Linked DNA regions of Triticum aestivum: region 2 is linked to region 1. The links are chromatin contacts, called in public Hi-C maps. All regions are on one chromosome and are shown on one strand. Each heading gives the region's core, a stretch centred on a gene start, on an enhancer-like site or on the middle of the called end of the contact. The rest is flanking DNA. Distances are from core to core; before and after follow the strand shown. Region 1 has its middle 43 kb from the start of LOC123123001. Region 2 holds the start of LOC123123003 (disease resistance protein RGA2).

The links. Hi-C and Micro-C count contacts between places; a contact is called where the count stands out from the background.
Region 2: a Hi-C map of leaf shows a contact between it and region 1, with 3 times the contacts expected there. The contact joins the promoter of LOC123123003 here to the enhancer-like site in region 1. A contact is called at or near these places in 2 of 5 Hi-C or Micro-C datasets (both in leaf).

The regions. Positions count from the first base shown.
Region 1 is chr5D:483,242,177-483,250,018 of IWGSC CS RefSeq v2.1, forward strand. It overlaps the pseudogene LOC123120957. Among protein-coding and RNA genes, the nearest start is that of LOC123123001, 43 kb to the right of the region's middle. Within about 2 kb of position 3,430, at least 6 of the 8 cell types and tissues checked have an H3K27ac peak or open chromatin away from gene starts, as enhancers often do. A contact at or near this core is called in leaf, where this site is marked.
Region 2 is chr5D:483,297,731-483,305,572 of IWGSC CS RefSeq v2.1, forward strand. LOC123123003 (disease resistance protein RGA2) reads right to left here and starts at 3,046. Exons shown (of 1, transcript XM_044543399.1): 1 at 863-3,046. The coding sequence starts at 2,552. The coding sequence ends at 1,047. LOC123123002 (scarecrow-like protein 21) reads right to left here. Exons shown (of 4, transcript XM_044543397.1): 1 at 7,795-7,842; 2 at 4,626-6,331; 3 at 4,503-4,522; 4 at 4,116-4,424. The coding sequence starts at 6,278. The coding sequence ends at 4,653.

The DNA of each region.
Region 1 (7,842 bases), core at 2,180-4,679:
CCCTTCCGGTGGTCCCGGTACAATACGGATAACCCCCGAAACTTTCCCGGTGGCCGAAACTGGACTTCCTATATATAATTCTTCACCTCCGGACCATTCCGGAACCTCTCGTGACGTCCGGGATCTCATCCGGGACTCCGAACAACTTTAGGGTTTCCGCATACATATATCTCTACAACCCTAGCGTCACCGGACCTTAAGTGTGTAGACCCTACGGGTTCGGGAGACATGCAGACATGACCGAGACGCCTCTCCGGTCAATAACCAACAGCGGGATCTGGATACCCATGTTGGCTCCCACATGCTCCACGATGATCTCATCGGATGAACCACGGTGTCGAGGATTCAATCAATCCGTATGCAATTCCCTTTGTCAATCGGTATGTTACTTGCCCGAGATTCGATCGTCGGTATCCCAATACCTTGTTCAATCTCGTTACCGGCAAGTCTCTTTACTCGTACCGCAATGCATGATCCCGTGACTAACGCCTTAGTCACATTGAGCTCATTATGATGATGCATTACCGAGTGGGCCCAGAGATACCTCTCCGTCACACGGAGTGACAAATCCCAGTCTCGATCCGTGCCAACCCAACAGACACTTTCGGAGATACCCGTAGTGCACCTTTATAGTCACCCAGTTACGTTGTGACGTTTGGCACACCCAAAGCACTCCTACGGTATCCGGGAGTTGCACGATCTCATGGTCTAAGGAAAAGATACTTGACATCGGAAAAGCTCTAGCAAACGAAACTACACGATCTTTTATGCTATGCTTAAGTTGGGTCTTGTCCATCACATCATTCTCCTAATGATGTGATCCCGTTATCAATGACATCCAATGTCCATAGTCAGGAAACCATGACTATCTATTGATCAACGAGCTAGTCAACTAGAGGCTTACTAGGGACACTTTGTGGTCTATGTATTCACACATGTATTACGATTTTCGGACAATACAATTATAGCATGAATAATAGACTATTATCATGAACAAAGAAATATAATAATAACCATTTATTATTGCCTCTAGGGCATATTTCCAACAGTTGTTGCATCATATAGGTTGCTCACCTAGTTGCATATCTAGACAACCTACTTTGATGCAAAGTTTAAATTGGTAAAGAAAAGCTAAAAATTGTTAGTTGCCTATTCAACCCCCCCTCTAGTCAACTATATCGATCCTTTCAGAGGGGACCTTTGATATTCATGATGTATGTGTTCATCTACAACGTCAAGATCAATTAAAATTAATTTGCAAGCATCATCCATAAACAAATTCATCATCATTATTCTAAAGATATTAAAACAATATATATCAATATTTGTGGCTAAATTATTTACTTACAAAGTGGCATAATATAAAACAACATTATGACAGACTGTTTTGTGTGTATGTGTGTGTGTGTGACTGAGGACAAACCAATTACAATTAGATATTTTCTCCACTCACATGCACTGTAAGACGTAGTACTGTACCAAAGAAAGAAGCCTCATCACACTCTCTTCCCTAGCACAACAGCTTTACAACCATAGTCAGCCCACTTGCGCTTTTGTCATAACCACAATCCAAACAAACGGAGGCACAATCATGGTGCCAACACGTGGATTTTCAAAGAACATATAAGAGTGTATCTGCCCGGAGACGAGAATAATTGTTTATCACAAATGCATGCCTTTTGTCCATTGTTCTATTAGTAGTACTATTTTATTAGTAGTATTGTTGATTAGGGGGGGGGGGGGGAGGTTGCATGTTAGTCGAGATGTCTCTCTTAGCATGTTTCATGCATAGTGAAATTATCGAGCTCTACGATGGCGGGTGGACGAGGAGAGGAGGCTGAGAGCATGTACTACGCTCCAGCATGGACAACTACCCTATTATCCACGTATGAGGAATGATTGATGTGGATAAGAGAGATGAAAAAGATGGCTGCTTGCAGACCATGATGGGATCTTGTAGAGGAGCCGGTTACTTCGATGAAAAAGTTGAGAGAGAAAAGCAAGAGGTAGGTAGGGAACATCAAGATGCTTTTATATGAGTAGTTTATCTTGTGAGAGAAAAAGGATGAATGAGGGAAGGCCTTATTTGCAAATGTGGAGAGGGGTGTGGGTATCTTTTTACAAAATTGGCATAGTTTCCTTCATATCCATCAGATATAAATCGGGCGGTCTATATTGCAGGATGGCAGGCACACCATCATCGCCAACTCTTTTTTTTAAGAGTAGTAGATACTCCATCGCGTGTATACTAGCATTGCTTATGTTTTATGTGGGTATACTATTAGAACTACCAAACAATATGTTGACCCAGTTGCAACAGATACTCTTAATATTTTTGGTGGCCCAATATTTGCAACTTCTTATTTTTGAATACATCTTTTCACTCTTAAGCTTTTAAGCGGTTCCGGCTTAGGGAACCTTCTAGAGGTTCTAGCCGTGCTTTTCCGGTTTTGGAAATGTTCTAGAAAGTATTTTTTTCTTATTATGTTTCTTTTTTATTTTTTGTTTCTCCTATTTTGTTTATTTTCTCTTTCCTTTTCCTCATTTTTCTTTTCTCTATTTCACTTTCTTTTTTATTTTCTTTCATTTCCAATTTTCATTTTCAAGTTTATTTTTTATTTAAAAAATGTTCATATTTTTCAAAATTTGTTCAATTCTTTTAGAAAATGTTCTTGTTTTCAAATTTTATTCTGAAATCCAAAAAAGTTTAGAATTTCAAAAATTATCCGCCTATTTTAGAAACAATGTTTGACAATTCAAAAAAGTTTAGAATATCAAAATTCAAAAAATGTTTACATTTTTAACTTTTATCATAAATTCAAAGTAAATTCAAAAATTTCCAAAAATGTCCCTATTTTTATAAAATTTTCATTTTTTTAAAATGTGCATGTTTTCCAATTAGTTTGCAAATTCAAATTCTTTGGGAAATTTCAGAAAATGTTTGTGTTTCGAAAAAAAATATTCATAATTTTAAAATAATCTCGACCATCAAATCAGGTCAATCCAACGATTTGGACTGCTCCAATGATGAGTGCTTAACATGTTTAGCATGCAATTAATATCGACAAAATATCAACATTAGCGCCAATCACACAATTAATCCGGAAATAATATCCTACCTAATATTTACATGCAATTAATATACATGTTTAATTTTTTTAGGGGAATGTACAGGTTACTAGTGTCCTGAAAAACACGAAATTCGTACGCAGGACCAGCGATCAATTCAAGTCCTCCCTATCCAGCAGCAGCGCGGTGGGCTTTGCGTTACAGTGTCCCGTTGCATCTTGGGCCCTCTTTCTTTTTCTCTGAATTCTATGGGCCTGAGGAACCGCTATGGAAATACTATCTGGGCCAGGCCTGCCACGCGGACGCCGTGGTGAGATGTTTTTATTTTTGAGCTGGTGAGATGATATTTCGGTTCCATGGATCCTCCCGAATTAAAGAAAACTGGTCGAAATTAGCAAGCCTGCCGTAATTTCGTACGCCCGGAGCAAACCCCTTCCCCCCCGTCTCCAGAAACCTCCCGACCCTTCCACCCACTCTCCCTCACCTCCCCATCATCCCGGCGGCAGCGGCGCTCAACCTGCTGTCCTGCAGTCCGCCGCCGTCCGCCGGCGCTGCCTCCCCCCCTCCACCCCCATTCCTGGCCGCCGCGCCCCGTGCTGCTGGCTGCTGCGGTGCGCAGCGGGGCCGTCCGCTCCTGCTGGCCCCGGCCTTCCCCCGCGGCGGCGACGAGCAGAGCAGCCGACGACGACGGCCTCCTCCGCTGCGCCCCGGCCCCGTTCTTCCGCCGCCGCGGAGCCATCCGTCCCGGGGCGAGGCCGCCGTGTTTCCGCCTCCGCTGACCGCCGCGGCCTGCTTCCCCTGCGGCGCCTCTCCACCGCTGGTAATTTTCTCACTGGTAGTCTGTAGTTGAATTGGTGTATGCCTTGTCTGATTATTGTATGGGTGTGATAACCACGAATTGGAAGTGGCATTTGCAATTTATTGTTTCTAGCATACCTGAGACAGAGATGTATGCATTGTCTGATTGTTGGTATGACTGAGACAGAGATGTCACGATTGCTGTATGCACTGTCTGATTGTTGGTAGTTTGGTATTAGTTGACTTGGTGTACGCATTGTTTGATTGTTGCATGGCTGTGATAACCACAAATTGGAAGTAACATCTGTAATGTCTTGTTCCTAGACATACCTGAGACAGAGATGTCACCAAAACGGCTGCGATCAGGGCAGGCCTCGCAGGAACCCCACCAGGCCTTCAGCATCAAGTATTTGTTGTTTGATATCTTGCTCCATATCCAGGATCCAACAACCCTTCTGCATGCTTCGCTTGTGTGTAAGGATTGGTATAGACTTAGATCCTGGTTTCCTCGACCCTTTCCGCAAAAAAACAAATTAGCCAGTTCGTCGGGTTTTTTGCTGAGTTTGATGGTGGGGATGATATAGAGTTCATACCGCTGCCACTGCCCCCTGAGTTTGCATATGTTGGCAATTTCCTATTGACTTCGTTTTCGGGTGGTCTTAGAGATGCGCAAGACATTCGTGGTGGCTCTGTTCTTCTAAAACTGGAAGACTCGATCGCCATCTCCAATCCATTCATGAAGAGTTTCTGCACATTTCCGCTAGCCCCACCTTTCCGAAATATTCATGGCCATCATTGTGGTGATTTTTACCTCTTCGATGGTGATAGCGTAGTCCGCGTGGTTGTCATCGCCATGGCTAATCTTCTGCATATTCAGTTATGTGTTCTTGAGTCTGGTACTTGGATAGAGTATAGAAACACCGCTGATGTTGGTATTTCTCTTGGGGAAGGGCCCTTCTGTAAGACTGCGCTGTGTGTCAACCGCTTTATATATATGCTCTCTATTGATGGATTCTTAGTGAAAGTCACAATGGAGGATTGTTCTGCATCTGTCATCCCTCTGCCAAATGGGTCATATGAATGGCGTTTTCAACAGATATGCCGATCGAATTATTCTGATTTCCTGTATGTCCATGTTGATGGTTTCGACATTCAAATATGGTCGTATTTGTCAGATACCTGGACTCCTGTCTTTAGGATTCATGTTCCTTCTATATTTGCCTGTCACATTGATATTGTGGAAAGCCTTAATTGTATTGAGTGGGACACGTCAAGGAGTGGCTGTGGGGAGTTTTTGACAATGTACGGTGTTTCCGTTGGGGCTGAGCATATTATCATGGGGATTAATGGTGTTGGGCATTTATATCTACTGGATTCTATTAATGGAACAGTGACGTTAATTGGATCCAATGAAGAACTAATTGAGATTTCACCTTTTGTCACCTCTTGGATCCCTTCATTTCCAAGTTTAAAGGTTAGTTTCCTACTATTCTTTCTACTCCAGCATTTTACTTTAATCTATGATTAGGCTTTATTGACTTGCATGCCAAGTACTTCAGTAGCATCAACGAGTTTTACATCTGGTCCACATCCTATTATTATTAGTACGAAGCTCCAGTAATAAAAATGTAAATAGTGGTTTCATGGTTTGTTGTCACTTGATGATCTATTAACTTTTTGTATGTTATCTCTTAACTGGAACCTGTGCATCACAGCCTTTGCTGATTACTCCTAGGAAGTTAGCACACCTGCAGGACTGTAGTGCCCCACTGGCACTGACTTATGATTGTCTTGATACATTTCTTCTTTTTGACAGGAAAAGAGTGCTGAAATTGAATACGAATGTCTTGATATATTAGGTGACGCGCTTGATAGATCTGGCAACGTGATCACGAAAGATCATGCGTATATGCTCACTGCACTTTTATCCCAGCTGAGCTCCACTGAAGCAAGTGTCAGAAAAAAGGCTGTTTCGTGCATTGGTATGGCTGAATGTATTTTACAGTTATTTTGATTGTTAATGGTTGCAATTGATTGAACAATCATAGTTATTTATGGTGACTATAACTCGCTTCATGTTGCAGCATCACTTGCTCCATGTTTGTCAGATGATCTATTAGCCAAGGCAACTTTGGAGGCTGTCCAATTGCTGAAAAAAAGAAGGCAGAAGTCTGAAATAACCCGAACGAATATCCAGATGATTGATGCTCTAAGGTATATGCTTTGACCTTCTAACTGCCGCAAAAAAAGGTTCATAACAGCTTGTACTGAGCTATTCAACTTCAAGTTGGCTAGTTCAAACAGCGATAAAACATCTGTAATGAAATGAATCTGGCTGGATAATATACCCAAGGATAAACTTATTTTAGGATGAAAGGAACTAAAACAGATCCGGTTGGTTAGATTCATTTGATTACTGCAACTCATGTTATAATATAATTTATTATTTGACTTACAGCTTCTCAGTTGGATACCGGTTTGGACCCTACCTTGCCGAAGCTGTTCCTTTGCTCATAAGCTATTGCACAAGTGCATCAGAAAATGATGAAGAGCTCTGTGCATGCAGCCTGCAGGTGAGAATTTATGTTCAGTTTTTACCTTAGATTGCTGTTACCGTTGCTTCTCTGTGGCTTTAAGTTACCTCCATCTTATAGGCCCTCGAGAGTATTATGCTCAGATGTCCAAGAGATATTTCCCCATATTATGAGGGTATTTTGAATCTTGCTTTGGAATATGTAAGCTATGATCCTAATATCACCGATAGCATGAAGGAGGATGCTCACAGTGAAGTTCAGGATGAGTAAGATGATGAGTATGTTACTTATGTTCTTATAGTACAGAAGCAGTGTTTCCTATTGACGTAATTGAAACATCCTTAACATTTTCTCCCAGTGAGAGTGCGTCTGAATACAACGCTGACAAGAATGCAAGCTGGAAGGTTCGTCGGGCATCAGCGAAGTGCCTGTCTGCAATTATCGTATCTTGTCCTCAGATGTTGTTTAAGATGTATCAGGAGGTATGTTTATGACAGCATGTTTAAACCAGCTTACTGCACTTTAACAACCTCGTTCGTCATGATCGCATGATTCCATTTCAGCCATATTGTTATTGATGTTTCTGAGCTGATTCCAACCATTTATTACCTGTTTTGAAAATTAGCCACTCAATCGAGTGCCTCTATGAAACTTGGTGTAATTTGTTCCATTGTTCACAGGCTTGTCCGAAGTTAATCGACCGCTTTAGGGAAAGAGAGGAGAATGTAAAGGTAACTGCATGGTATTTCATTGCTAAATTGGATTTGAACTGTCATTGTATATCAAGCTTACGAAGCTTCTCTTTGATCCTAGATGGACATTTTCAATACATTTATCGAGTTGTTACGCCAAACTGGTAATGTGACAAAAGGACAAGGTGACATTGATGAGTCTAGGTAAGCAAAATATCTATTACCTTTTTTTACCCATTCTTGCCATTTATAAGATACATCAGAAGCAGTACACAATGCAGTTGTTTCTCTGTTTGGACTAATAGCCTAAGCGAGCCTATGTTGGTTAAAACTTGGCACGGCTTCATATATGGATGCAAAATCATTATCTGCTTTTGACTTGTTATGGTTAGAGGGAGGTATTGTGATCACAAGATATGTGCACTGAGCCTGTATTGTCAATTGGTATACTTTGCAGCCCTAGATGGTTGCTGAAGCAAGAGGTACCAAAAGTTGTCAAGTCTATCGATAGTCAGTTATATGAAAGATCAATCAAGACAAAGGTTTGTTCTTAACTGTCTGGCAGAGCATCTGTCTGGACTCGTAATTATGATGTTATATTGTTTTGTTGGCATTTTCAGGTTGGAGCATTCTCAGTATTGAAGGAGCTTGTTGTTCTATTACCAGATTGTCTTGCTGATCATCTTGGGTCCCTTGTTCCTTGGATTGAGATGTATTTGAATGTTAGTGAGTTTCATTTGCTGTGTAGT
Region 2 (7,842 bases), core at 1,796-4,295, 55 kb after region 1:
CGCGTGAAATAGTTTCACGGACAGTTCATTATGTGATTTGATTTCGTCTATAGGTCAAATTTGTCAAATTTGCCGACGTGCCCGGCGTCAACAATCTTGACGGCGGCCCTCGCGCCGCTCATCCCCACCGGATGACCCGTCACCTGTATGTCCTAGTGTACTGCAGTATTGGCACCAACGGCGGCGGACATGGCACTGCCGTACTGTACGGCTTTGAACATGGGGATCCATCCCATCCAGTGTCGGCAGCTTGGTCGAGCTCTCCATCGGTACAGCCGCACCGAGCACCGCCGTGGTCATCCGCGTCAGCCTCTCAGGCGCCGACTGGCGGCTGATTTGGACTGAATGAGTTTTTTTTAGCAATGGACTAGTCTTTCGATGCGTGAGGGCACTGAGCTCTGCGCACAAGTGACTGGTTGCTGCTCCAGGGCTGCTGCCAACTAAGCTATTGGCCTGTTGGCTAGGTAGGCTGCTGCGTAGTCTTTTTTTTTTGTCATATGTATAGCTATATTTTTGTTTGCACGAGTTTTTGGGTGTACATCTGTACACCCATGACCTGTGGTGGATCCGCCCCTGCCACTACGGAGATACGACTGGAGTTGTTGATCATGGAGTCAGAGGAAGCGCGTGAAGAGTCTGAAGCTGAGCAAGAAATGGCCGAGAGCTGTGAAGCGGTTGTGAAAAGGAGAAGCTGTTAGTGATCTCCAACAGCAGCAGGCGCTCATGCTATGGCGTCGGATGACATGGCCGGCGGCCTGCGCGAGGGAGAAGCCTTCTAAAACGACCATGGCCACCACGCAATACAAGATTGTATTAGAGTTGAGAGTTGCATTTGAACTCTACCAAAAGGCTGAGCAAGGTAAAATATGGACTTGTCTCCGCAGTAAGAGAGTTCAATATTCACTGATGGCATTTTACATCTCCACAGTAACATGGGCAGGTACATACAGCTATGAGTAAACACAGGAGCAGAATAATGACCTATTGACCTATAGGATAAGGACATATATAGTTCATCCTTGCACTTGTGTTTGCCAGATTAACATTTATGCCGATGTTTTTCTTGGCGCCAGATGATTCCTCCTGCTGACCTTACGACGTGGTTTCTGTTTCTCAAAAGTAACGATGTAGTCGCGGTAAGGTGGGATCCGAGATCTCCATGCCAACACATCAAACCTGTCTTCATCATCAGGAATTTCAGCACCGGTTAGCAGTTGTTGCCATGTCAGTTTCGGCAGCTCACTTTGCTCCGGGCCAGTCTCCCTCAAATCGTAAGCCCAACATCCTTGAATCTTAGCCCCCACATAGGACGACTTGGTGAAGTTGACAGGGATATTTCTCTCGAAAAGGTCCTCGGGGTGTATGCCGAAGGAGCCGTGCGTCCGAACTAGTTCTCTTATCCTCAGTAACATGTTGCACCAAAATTTAGTATCAGGATTAGCTCTTAATACCCCACCAATTATATTTGCACCAAGAAAAGATCCATTTAGGTGAGTAGCCAACTGCATTCCCAGAGATGCCAGTCTTGGGTTCTCATCAGGATCCATGCTTCCAAAGGCAAGTGCCTTGAAGAAGTACCAGTATTCTTCTTGGGGCAAACTCTTCATCCTGATGGGTTGGGCAGTTCCCATTTTAGCAACTTGATCTGTTGTGCCTATCACTACAATTTTACTCCAAGCACCTGGCATCTTCTGCAGGCATGATCGGAAGTTCTCCCATGCCACCGCATCCACATCCCAGCTGAAATCAACAACAAATAAGTACTTCCCCGAGCCTGCCTTGCAGTTCGCCGCAAATTCTCCAATATGCGGGTCATCGCCTTTATAGAAAAACATGTGGGAGAAACGACCCCGCACCCTCTCATCCCTGCAAGCATGTTGCACCAGAGTTTTCTTTCCGACTCTGCACGGGCCGATGATCGGAAGGATGCAGAAATTTGTTCCGTCATGACTATCATCACTGCATAGTAAGAAGTTGAGGAGTTGCTCTTTCTCGATGTGGCGACCAAACATGCACTTATCCATGTGTAGATATGTATCGTATGGCTGGCGAGACAGGCGAGGGCAGCTGCCAAGGAGCATCACAAACTCTCTCATATCTGCGGTATGAGCCTCCAAACTTTCAAGAACACTTTTCAACTTTGTTGTGCTCCCGGCCCCAAATGCTACTGGTGTGTTCTTCGTTATAGAAGCAGCAACAGCCAAACGAAGGCGCTTGGCGGTATTAAAAGTAGAAACGGCAAAAGATTGGCTCCGATAACTCACCTCGTCATCCTCGACGCTCTCTTCTCCAAGGGACTGGACCCTGAGCCTGTCCAGCATGTAGTACCCAAGGTACATACCCTCGATGAGCGCCTTCAGCTGCCGGAGCATCCCTCGATTTGTGATGCGCCGCCCCTCTGCTTCTTCAACAACGGTGTGCATCCTCAGCAAGATGCGTTCCAACCTTCTACGATCCTCCTCCTCACATGTGTGGGTGCCATAATTTTGAGCCAGGAAAGAGATGAACCTGCCGACAAGATCGCCCGCAACTGCTGAAATCAGAACCTCCATGCTGAGCTGAGATGAGACCTCCCTGGGAGCAATGACGAATGGAAGATAATTTGCAAAGAGCAGCAACACGATTCCGGAGGTGACATGAAGGGGTCGGTCAATAAAGGCTGCAGTCTTCCAGAAGCATGACCTTTTCAATAAAGCATAATCGGTGACTGAATGAAGTTCGCACAGTTGAATATTCCTACACCACAAAAAGTATTTATTTCAGTCTTCTGTTTATACATTGTAAAGAATGCAGCTGGAAGAACCATGTGGACCAAATACAAGAGTGTCACTTTCAGACTATTTTGATGTTTCTCTATTTTGTGCAGATGAGCAAAAAGTTAACAAAATAAAGACAGCTACTGATGGGATAGAAAAATAATAAGATGGCTCACCAACCAAATAAGATTTCCACAAAACTTGTCACTGCATACTCTTACTGCAAAGATTAAGAACATCGTAGCACAGGTCATCATGGGCATTTTCCTGAACAATATCAATCGTTACTCGGATGCTAAGCTCTCCAAAACATTAACAAATTTAGCACCCATGGCCACTCACGATTTTGTTTTACGTAATATTCCTCTGTAAATAGTTTATAGTGATCTAAAACGTCTTATATCTGTTTACGGAGGGAGTAACTATTAAGCACCCGGTAAGAATAAAGGAAAATAACCACGTGAAGTCCAAAACTGCAAAGCCTACATAGTATTGGTCGAAGGTGCATTGTATAGCATACTACACTGTAACAGCTACGTACAATATATAGTATTTGTTTCAAAGAGGCAGTAAGGACGTGCAGGCATCATTATTTCAGATGAACTCATGACGACAGGTTGCTTGTTTTTCAGACACGGAGATTATTCAGTTATGGTTGTAACGAGAAAGAATCACAAATTCAGAATGCAATGCCTAAGATAGTAAGATGGCCTTTATGGAATGAAGTACTCTGGGACCAGGGACGAAACAGAGCACGCATGCAGATGCAGCTAGCGGAAACAGAGGAGCTGCTTCATGCATGCTCTGTTTCCAGCAACCAATGCAAGCCTTTATTTCTTCTTCTTTTTTGACAGCCATCTTATTACATGGTCTAGAAGATAATTTGGCTGTTTTAAAATTTAGACCATAATGGGAAGGAAGAAGAAATTTAGGCCATCTTATTACAGATGGGTATATGCTCCTCGCAGCTCCCTTTGCTGTCATAGTTAGTAACACACTGATCATCTCAGCAATTCTTACTCTTGTATAATCAGTCACTGTAATCGTGCGGTGTTCAGTTAAACTGTATCACACATACCAGAAATGAGAAGCGCAGAGGATTGTTGGTAATTCTTCCAAAGACCCTTCTTTTTCAAATACAAATACACTCCTAGCTTGAAGAAGTATCAGAGAAGATGAGCTTCGAGAGCTTTCCATATTGCACAGATTTGGATGTGAGCTGGATCTCCCTCCAGAGCGGCATTATACTAGTACGTCACAGGTTCATCACATATTTCCTAGACTTTTCTCCTGAATCAGTACGCTATAACATTCAGTACTGTAGTATTATTTCAGGGCAGCAAGCAGCAGAAGAGGTCGTAATAAACCATCACGTCATCATCACACAAATCCACGAGAGTGAGGACACATGCAACAGCCGCCTCTTGTGCCTGCATACCCTTTAATCGTCTCTAAACATCCTCTAATTAGTAGTACAGTATATTACAAGCATGTCAATCCTAGAACAACGGGAGCAAACCACAACACACCAAATTCCTAGCTATGAACATATTTATTTATTTAATCACTATGCCTTCTTCTAAGTCACGGCTGTCGCGGTATCATCACAGCAACTCCTGGTGCAGACAAGCAGCAAAGCCCTTATATAAGCTCAGGTTCCATCTGAAACTGGAGAAAGGACAAATCAATCAAGCTCAGGTTCCAGTGAATTAGATGGCCAGTGAGCAGACAGAAAACTGAACCGACCTGATAAGCTCAGGTTCCATCTGAAATTGGGTAAAGGACAAGTCAGGCTATAGAAATATCGTGGATCGACGTAACACGAATCACTCAAGAATTAAGTTTCAACAATAAAAACAGTGTACATACATGACATGAGCTTCTCCTCAAGACATGTCAGCACCACGCAGAAGACACGACCAACACTCTGCCCTTCCAACCAAGGTAAAGGACTCCGTCCCTCTCCTCAAGCCTGTAGCAACTGTGGTAGCTATCCAGCAGCGTTTTGATGGTGTTGTTCACCACCGAACTCAGCGGGTACGGCCTGAATCCAGCCATTGCAAACCTCGCCTTCCATTTCCCAAACACCTCGTGCCTCTCAACCCTTTCAGCACCCTCGCACGCGATTAAATTGACGATATCCCTTGCCACACAGTGTTGCTCCGTGCTAATCCGCCTCTTATCATCCCTTGGTAGAGCAACATCTATTGACTCAAACATTGCCGTATAGTAGTCGAGGGTCTCCAAGTACCTTGGCAAGAATGCACTTGTGTTTGTGTTCGACTCCTGCTCAACAAGAGTCACCACCCTAGGGGACAGGCTCTTGATCATTCTTATGATCCTGTCCCGGTGATTTTCCACGCTCACGCTTTCATCAGGAGTATGGTGCAGCTGATAGGCAAAATTCACTACAATAGCCTCCCCAGGTCTTGTGTCAAGATGCTGAATATAAACCTCATGGCTAGCAGCATGGACAGCATTGAACTCAAAGGGAAGGCCACACGAAGCAGAGATGCTATGCAATCTTGTCCCAACCATATCCAGTCCACCACCTCGGGCATAAGCAGAGTTTGAGTCATCTATACCAGTGATTCTTAGGAATGGTGGACCCCCGGGCCTCGCTGCAAGAGCCTGAATGATAGTTATCCACTGGCTCCCCTGTGCGATTTGGAAATCAATGATGTGAACGAAGTTCTCGCCTTTGATAGCCTCTGCTATGGCACCATTGGCCGACATGTAACCAAACTTGTAGAACGGGCAGATCTCACAGAGGAGATGCATGTAAGACATGAGCTCAGAGCTTGTAGGTTCTTTGCACTTCAAGGATTTATACAGCTTACTTCCAGAGAAAGAGAGCCTGGCCACAAGGCCTTCCAACATATATGCCCCTAGGCGTTGCATTGGATCTCCAGAGACAGACACCAGCTGACCTAGCTCAGATATCAATAGTTCTGTTGCATACATATCATTCGCAGCAACAGCCTTACCGCATGCTATGATCACCTGCTTCAAGTCTCCTGTGTTAATTCCCAGAAGCTGTCTCCAGTTATCTTGTTTCAAAGGATGGTTGGCTTGCAATAAGCTCTCGGGGCTGTCAGAGGCTATGTCCAATTCAGGTCCAAGAATTGCATTTTCTAGCTCCTTCAGTTTACTCTGGAAATCCGGTATCTCGGTAACACATGAAGCAGTTGGGGGTGAATCATATGTGTGGTATGAGTGGCTATCATTCTGAGACAGGGGGCTCCCACTTATAGGGGAGATGCTATGAGAAGATGTGGAGCTCTGTGTAGGATAAACACCATTTGCCGATGATGATTCGAGTGTGCAGTACTGTGCTTCAAATACTTGAGGATTGGAACTAATTTTCTGTGACCCATCACCTGAAGATGTGTAGTGAACATCCAGATGATTTTGCATCATATAGAACCGTCCATTTTCTGCTAAAGGCACCGAGTTGTTGTAGTACGCCATTTGTGAATCATCTGAGCATCTATATGTACGTTCTGAAGCCTTAGCTGACATACTGGTGATTGCAACCTTGTGGGACAAGCTCAAAATGAAGTTGATCCTGCCATCTTTAAAGTAAGTACAATTAGTATGTTACTATCACCATCAAAATCACAGAATCCAAGGAAGGAATGCATAAGCGCATCCTGAGTCAATTTTGAACTTAACACCTGAACTCACATCAATTTTACATGGGCATATGGTTTTGAACCAAATTATATTTCAGAAAGTATAGAGCAAATGCAATGAAGACCATATGTTCAAGTAGACAAACATCATTTCAACAAACTCATATCAATTTAATTGGTGACCAAACAGTGTCAAGCCACATAAATTTGAAGTTGATGTTTCTAATCGTTTCACGGTAAGAACTAAGAAGAAGCAAGTTCACCATATGCTTTCTTGACACTCCTTGTTTGGCTACCAATATTTTGATAAAACAATTGCGAATCAAACAGACGTAACGCAGGTTTTTAGATAAAGGAAAGCTTTTATTGAACCTCAGAAAATCACATCAAGATGATTCAATTACTGAGATTCTATTTTGAAATACATCAATAACAGGCTCACATATAAGGCCATAGTTCCACCATGTATACGCCTCGTCGCCCCCTACCGCACATGGGTGGCTTGTGCATAAGCCTGCTTCTGGCTGGCTGAGTGGCTGTGCAGAAGCCAAGTAGCAAAATGAACGGCTGACACGAATGCATTATTCTGTGGTCAATTTAGGCTCAACTTTATTCCCAGTTTGCTTTTAGACTTTTTGTTTTTTCTTCCTTTCCTTTTAGATTAGGTTTAATCGCCTTGTTGTAATTCGTTTTTGTTTTGTTTTGTTTGGTCGTTGTATCACTGGTGCTACCTTAGCTATCTGTTGCAGACGTGTTCTAGAAAGAAAGAAAATCATCCCCAATTTAATTGTCTTTTCATCTAGACAGCATAGCCAATAGCAACCAGGGACAATTCAATCGATGAAAAACTCAACAAATTGGAAGGAAATGCATTTCTTTTAAGAAACTAGGCATTGTTTCATTCCCAATTCGTCGAGAACAAGCCAATCAAATTGGGAGAAAATTCGAATTATGGACCTGAGGGTGAGCAGGCCATGGGGCTTGAAGCAAGCGGATGAGCGGACAAGCAATGGTATATCAAGAACAGGGCATAAACTAAATTACAGATCTTTCTCTTAAAAATAAGAAAACGCATTATTATCACTGGGAATTTAGTTGTATTGAGCCGCAGACAAAATAGACTTTTATACTACAAAGAAAATAACACACGACTGTGACTAGAGATAGCAGAGGCAAACAGCTAAACCTAGTTTATTCTTCCTAGGTGCGGCGTGGGGACATTTTTGGAGGGGCAAACCGAGGACAAATTCATGAAATTAACCGGCAGCAACAGCACAGAACACCATGAAGTAACAAAAATCAAGACCAGCCAACAAGCAGCAGCAGGGCTGAGCAACATGAATCACAATCACAAGCAAAACAAGAAGAAGAAGCGCAAGAAAGACAGGGCAGGGCCGCCATACCTATGCGGCCATCAAGAAACAAGCGGCGGCGCCGGACAGGATCTCAGA